2 separate regions of the Sus scrofa genome follow, and region 2 is linked to region 1. The links are chromatin contacts, called in public Hi-C maps. All regions are on one chromosome and are shown on one strand. The core of a region is the stretch at or near the end of the contact, and the rest is flanking DNA. Distances in the headings are between cores, read along the strand shown.

Region 1 (3,325 bases), core at 322-2,821:
ACTCCTCTGCTTTGTATTTCTGCCTGGTATTTTGTACCTGATACACCCACACCCACACCCACAATATTTCCTGCCTTGATCCTCTGTCCAGGTAGGTTGGATTCTCTCTGCTGCCAAATTCACTCTGCTCCTGCTCACGTCCATCTAGGCTCTTCTCTCCAGGTGCTCCTTCAGCCCCTCCATGTTACTTACTTAAATCTTCCTGGGCTTTGATCAAGCCACTCACCTCCCAAGACCTTCCTATGGCCAATGTAACTGTAGCTACCAGGCCTGTGAATCCAGGCATCCTCACACAGGATGCCATCAGAACCGACATTTTCCGAATGTTTTTTGGGTGGGCCCATGATGCCAACTCAGTTGGGGGTTAGGGGTAGGCTGAGTTAGTACAATTTAAGTGGAAGCCTCCTGGCCCCATCAAAACCCTGTTTTCTTAAACTTCTTAGAGAGCAGGATTTTCCTCAGTCACCATTGTGTTGTCCAGGTTTGACACGGTACCAGGCACACAACTGGGGCTCCATGACCACTGGCTTCCTGGGGGAAAGAGTCACCAACCACCTTGGTGTGGATGAGTCTAATTAGACTCCTGTCCACACCAGCTACTGTGGGCGTGACCTTGGCCCCTGAGTCCCTCTCTGGCTCTCCTGGGGCAGCTCCTGAGCAGTGGTTCTCAACTGGGGCCAGTTTTGCCCCCCAAGGGACACTTGGTAATATCTACAGGCATCTTTTGCTGTCACAACCAGGGGGGTTGCCACTGGCATCTAGTGGGTAGAGGCCAGGGACACCAGTAAACATCCTATGATGACCCACAATAAATAAGTATCTGGCCCAGAATATCAACACTGCCAAGGGGGAGAAATCCTGCTCTGGAGAAAACAAAACAAGGAAAGAGGAAGTGCTCCCTGAAAACCTTTGAAAAGAAGTGATGGAAACATCACTTTAGTTGCCAGATCCGGATCCATCATAAATGCTTTTGACATTACGCTGGCTTATTTAAAATTAAGCAGCTGCCCCGCCGCCGTCCCAGCAGCATGTGGTGGGCATGGCAGCCACCCTGGAATGACCACATCACAAACTACTGGAGCTGGCTGCCACATTTCTGCCTACTAATTTTAATCTCTCTTTCTCAAAGGTCAGGAATATTTTCAGACCTCTTCACACACGCATATTGTGGGCAGACTGGATCTGCGCTGCTTCCAATTGGCAGAGGCACTTCGTTCACCAGCACCCTGAGCTGAGTTACAGGCTTAACTTTGTCCCTGTCACTCTCCAAGGGGCTTTGAGTCCATTATCCTAATTGGCAAATGATATGTAAGTACCAGAAGGCTATGTGTCCGCAATTATATTTCTAATGAAGGCTTAATCTCCAAAAGCAAACAGTAGTTCATTAAAACCACCCTCCCCATCTGTCACTACGGTCACCAAAAGAGAAAGAATCGGCTTCACGGGAAGGTTCAGATTAGCTGCCAGACAAAGCCTGATGAAGAAGCAAGAGATGCATCCCACCGGGTTCCAGTGCAGCATCCCTGACACACCCCTAGGGGAGGGATGGGGTGGAGACAGCAGCCTGAGGCTCAGGGTCTGGGAAGGCAGGAAGCAGTCGTTCCTCTGTTCCCCTGCTCAGGGCAAGCTTTTTGAGCAGATATTTCCACTTTAGCTAAGACATCTTATCAGCACTTCAGGGAAACGCCAGAGGGATTCGGGAAGGCAGATGACTCCATGGTCTAATATTTTAGCTGGACTCACACCAGGATCCCAAACCCTGTCCCGCAGACTGTGCATCACTCTGGGGAAGCTGATCACAGCTGCCCCGCCATGCTCAAAAAGCACTGACAGTCTGCGGAATGGGGTTCTAAACACCTGATGGGGATCAGCTTCTTTCACCCCCAGCAACCCTATGACTCATTTGACAAGTGAAAAAAAAAAGAGGCAAGGAGAAATCACTTGTCCAAGGTCATACAGCCTTTTAGTGGTGGAACCAGGCTGCGAACCAGGTGAACTATTTCCGAGTTCCCCATCATACACAGTGCCCAGGACAAACGCACTCATCTTGGGCCAGGAGCCCTGATGCTGCCTGACATGCCCCATCTCACCTGCGGGGGCACGGAAGGCCACGAGCCATCTTCCCTATGGCATGGTGGGATATTTGAGCAGAGCCCGAAAGTCTGAGTAGGAAATAACCAAGGCAGAAACATGGAACAATGGGACCGAGAGGCCTGCCTGGGACCCCTAGCGATCAGTCATTCTGGACATTGGAAGCTTGGAGGGCCGGACACATGTCATCGTCTTACCCAGACCCCCAACCCACCCTACCAGGCAGGCACACACAATGACAACCACCCCCTGACAAGAGTCACCTGAGGCCTTAGGCACTTAAGTGACCTGCCCAAGGTCACACTGCTGAGCGGTAGAACCAGGGCTCAACCTGGGCATGTCTGCTACACAGCCTTTGCTCTCAGAACTTCCTAAGATCCAGGACATGCCACCCTGTAGGACATTCCCTGAGACAGGAAGCCCCGAATTTGCCTGAACTCCAATCCCCTGAGTTTGCCATTCTCCACAGCACCACCTTTAGAACCTTCAGTTGTAAAGAAGCTTCATGGGCAAGGCTGCCCCAGCTTGGTTGAGGGAACCCCATCTGGAGTCCTCGAAATTGCTCAGGTAACCACAAGCACTCCTACAGATGCAGGGATCCGAGCCTTTGTGCAGAATGAGGGCCAACCTTTGGCCAAGTGATCTCTCTTCACATGTCCATGAGACCGCCCCTCTACAAGCAGGTACACTTTGCCTTCCTGCACCAAGTTTCTCTATGGTCCTCAAAAGCTATTCCATGGAAAGGCCCAAACCTTAACACACTGTGGGCCTTTAGCTGACAACAGTGAAGACTTCCGTCCCAGGAGTTCCCATCATGGCGCAGTGGAAACGAATCTGACTAGGAACCATGAGGTTGCGGGTTCGATCCCTGGCCTCACTCAGTGGGTTAAGGATCCAGCATTGCCGTGAGCTGTGAGTAGGCTGCAGACGTGGCTCGGATCTGGCATTGCTGTGGCTCTGGCGTAGGCCAGGAGCAACAGCTCCGATTAGACCCCTAGCCTGGGAACCTCCATATGCCATAGGTGCAGCCCTAAAAAGCAAAAAAAAAAAAAAAAAAAAAAAAAGAATCCCTCCCAAAAGTGCTGACATCATCATGTGAAATCTTATGCTCAAGGGAAGATGGTCCAACATAAGAAACAGAGCCTGGACTGATGACTATCAGTTCTTGGCTCTCTGCCCTCCAATTCCTAAGTTCTCACTGCGCAGGCAACAGTTACCAGTGAACATTCATGGA
Region 2 (3,231 bases), core at 179-2,678, 200 kb before region 1:
ATGGCAGGGTCTCCTCCAGCCAGGGTAGGTGGGCTCCTCCTTGTCCGTACTCAGAGCCTAAAAGTCCTCTCTAATCTCTTCCCCAGCCAATATGATGTCAGGAATCTATCTTAAGGAAATAACCCTAAGTGAAAAAAAAAAAAAGGATGAAGCAAAGATACTCACTGAACTGTCATCTATAATATCAAAATTTCAACTGAAATCAGTTCTAGAATTTGGCATACACAGTAATTTACCAAAGCTATGCCCTAACCTGTGAACTGTTTCTGATAAAATAATTTTAAAAATAGAAAATTAGAAACATTATATAATTCGGAGTTCCCGTCATGGCTCAGTGGTTAACAAACCCTGACTAGCATCCATGAGGATGTGGGTTCAATCCCTGGCCTCGAGCAGTGGGTTAAGGATCTGGCTTTGCCATGAGCTGTGGTGTAGGCCAGCGGCTACAGCTCCAATTTGACTTCTAGCCTGGGAACCTCCATATTCCACCGGTGCAGCCCTAAAAGACAAAAGAAAAAAAAGAAAGAAATATTATACAATTCAATAAAACACTAAAATCTCCAAGCAGAGAAGGAAAGGAAAATCCATGACATATTAAGCATTAGATATATATTCTTCAGATGTATTTTTCCCTACTTTTTCCTGTTTTCCCTATTTTTCATTATGATCATATTGTTATTTCTATAATAGGAAAGTAAACAAATATACAAAAAGGAACCAAATAAGACTGTATGTTAAGTGCTTTCCTTGGCTTTCAGAATTTTTCTTACTAGTCCATTACTCTCAGCACACCCCTCCCTCCTTCAAAAAGACACAACCCCCACTTCTTGGAAGAGTTCAAAGAATTTGACACATTTTTCCCCATTTTCCCTTTCCCCTTTTCTTTCCTCCTCTCCCTTCCAAAATGAACTGGAAAATCTATAGGAAAGAGTTTGCACCACAGTCCTTTTCCCATTCGTGCTCCACTGCTGAAGCCCTAAGTCTGAGGCAGATTTTAGCATCTTCTAAATCAGCCTAATGTCACAGCCTAATGAAGACTGTTCAGCCTCTGGAAAGAACATCCCTTGGGGGACCTTGCACCCTAAGGCTGAAAAGCCAGGTATGAAGGTCTCCTCTGGAACTGTTCAGGGCCTCTGGCACTGCAGAAAGTCCAGCAAGCCAGGACACCGCTTCAAAGGGGAGTCAAAGTAAGAATTTCTGTAAGTTTTCTATGATCTGTTTCGCTCAAGGGTCTATTAACTTCCCACTATGGAGGAAGAAAGTCACAAGAACGTCCATGTCTAGTGAAATTCGAGTTTCTGATCACACTGTTTTGTCACAATATTGTGATAGTCAATAGCTTTGGGGCTCTATCTTTTGCAGTCCAGTCCAGCCAAAGCACTCCTTCCTGCAAAACCCACTTCAGACACAAGATGGCGCTAAATAGATTTAAGTGGGTTAATACTACACTAGACTTCCACAACCAAAAAAGCACTAATCTAAATGAGAGCCTATGGGGGGCAGAAAGAGAGAGAGATGTCCTGGTTACAGGAACCATGAAAATTAATGATTTCCATTTTTAAGAAGGTTGAGGAGGATCAGAATGCAGAGAGAGTGGTGGGTAATGACAGCACGGTCTGAAAAGAGATCAGGGCATGCTACTCATGGAATTTACTCAGGCATGTTAATTAATTTTCCGTGCTTCAGGTTTGCCATCTCAAAAATAAGATAGTAATATTGCGGTACCTATTTTACAGGGGTGTTGTAGGAACTGAGTTAGAGCAATGCCTGACTCAGAGCAAGTGCTCAATAAATGCTATTCACATAAACTGCACTGCCAAAGTGCCATATCAATTATCTACTAACTGAAGCACTCAACCCAGACTCTCCAAGACACAAAGTGGGGGAGCGAGCCAAAGTCACAAATATTTTCTTCCAAAAATTTTTAGTTTTATTTTTTATAGGTAAGTACATGTTCCATTTTGAGATTTTTTTTTAAATAAATTGTGAGGTTTAGATTGATGTTCTTTTTTTCACATAAATGCCCATTTGATCTAATATTGTTTTTTGAAGCAACTATCCTATCTTTAACTGCTTTTGCAAATTTGCCAAAAATCAATTGGCTGTTTGCACAGGTCTATTTCTAGATTCTTGTTTCTGTTCCGTAGATCCATCTGCCTATTCCTTTGCCAATAATACCACACTAACTTAATTATCACAGCTTCATAAGATATCTTAAAATCTTACAACTGCAGTTTTCCTTTTCAAAATTGTTTCGGCTATTCTTGTTCTTTGCTTTTTACATATAAATTAAAGAAGAAATTTGTACATATCTACAAACAAAATTCTTACAAGTATAATGGGAAATGCATTTAAATCTACAGATAAATTTTGGGAGAATGGACTGCATTAGTATATTCATTCTTATAATCCATGTGTGATCCTACCATGTCATAATTTACATCCTCTCCATTTACATCTGTTTTAACTAAAGATTCTGCGTATGTGTTCTTGCTAAATTTGTAAGTATTTTATATTTCCCTGAGCTACTGGAAATATTTTTAAAACTACTCCATTCCCAACTGTTTATTACCAATATATAGAGATTTAAAAAACCTCTTTTTTGTTTTGATTTTGTATCATGTAACTGTGTTAACTTTATTAATTCTAGGCATTCTTGGGTTATGTTTTTGCAGATTCTATGATGTTTTCTACATAGGCAATAATGCTGTCTATGACCTAGAACAATTTTACTTATTCCTTCCCAATCTATATTCTCCCCTATCCTGTATTCCCCCCCTTGCCTTATTGTTCTGGTTAAGTATAAATCTTCAATAAATGTAGGTAAGAGTGGACAACTTTGCCTTTTCTCAATATTAGGGGAAAAGCATATAGTCTTTCACCATTAATTATAATGGTAGCTATAAGTTTTTGTACATTGCCCTTTATCAAGGTGAAGGTGATCCCCTCAACGTCTTGTCTTTTTTAAAAGTTTTTTTTTGTTTTTAATCATAAAGGGATGATGAATTTTGTTAAATATTTTTCTCTTCGTCAACCGGTATTATCAAGTGATTTTGCTTCAAATTGTTAATGTGGTGGGTTATACAGAGAGAATTTTTTTTCTTTTTAGAGCTGTACCTGGGGCATGTGGAAGTTCACAGGCTTGGGGTTGAATCAGAGCTGTAGCTGCCGACCTACGCCACAGCCACAACAATGCAGGATCTGAGCCACGTCTATGACCCATACCCCAGT

Evidence for each region. A called contact is a pair of places that touch in the nucleus more often than the background predicts.
Region 2: a contact with region 1 is called in a Hi-C map of embryonic fibroblasts, with 2.5 times the contacts expected there. The contact joins two enhancer-like sites. A contact is called at or near these places in 2 of 47 Hi-C or Micro-C datasets (embryonic fibroblasts and heart right ventricle).

The regions. Positions count from the first base shown.
Region 1 is chr6:120,140,982-120,144,306 of Sscrofa11.1, reverse strand. The region is part of intron 3 of FHOD3 (FH1/FH2 domain-containing protein 3); the gene reads right to left. Among named protein-coding and RNA genes, the nearest start is that of FHOD3, 110 kb to the right of the region's middle. Within about 2 kb of position 1,571, at least 3 of the 83 cell types and tissues checked have an H3K27ac peak or open chromatin away from gene starts, as enhancers often do.
Region 2 is chr6:120,345,663-120,348,893 of Sscrofa11.1, reverse strand. The region is part of intron 5 of FHOD3 (FH1/FH2 domain-containing protein 3); the gene reads right to left. Among named protein-coding and RNA genes, the nearest start is that of FHOD3, 310 kb to the right of the region's middle. Within about 2 kb of position 1,428, at least 4 of the 83 cell types and tissues checked have an H3K27ac peak or open chromatin away from gene starts, as enhancers often do.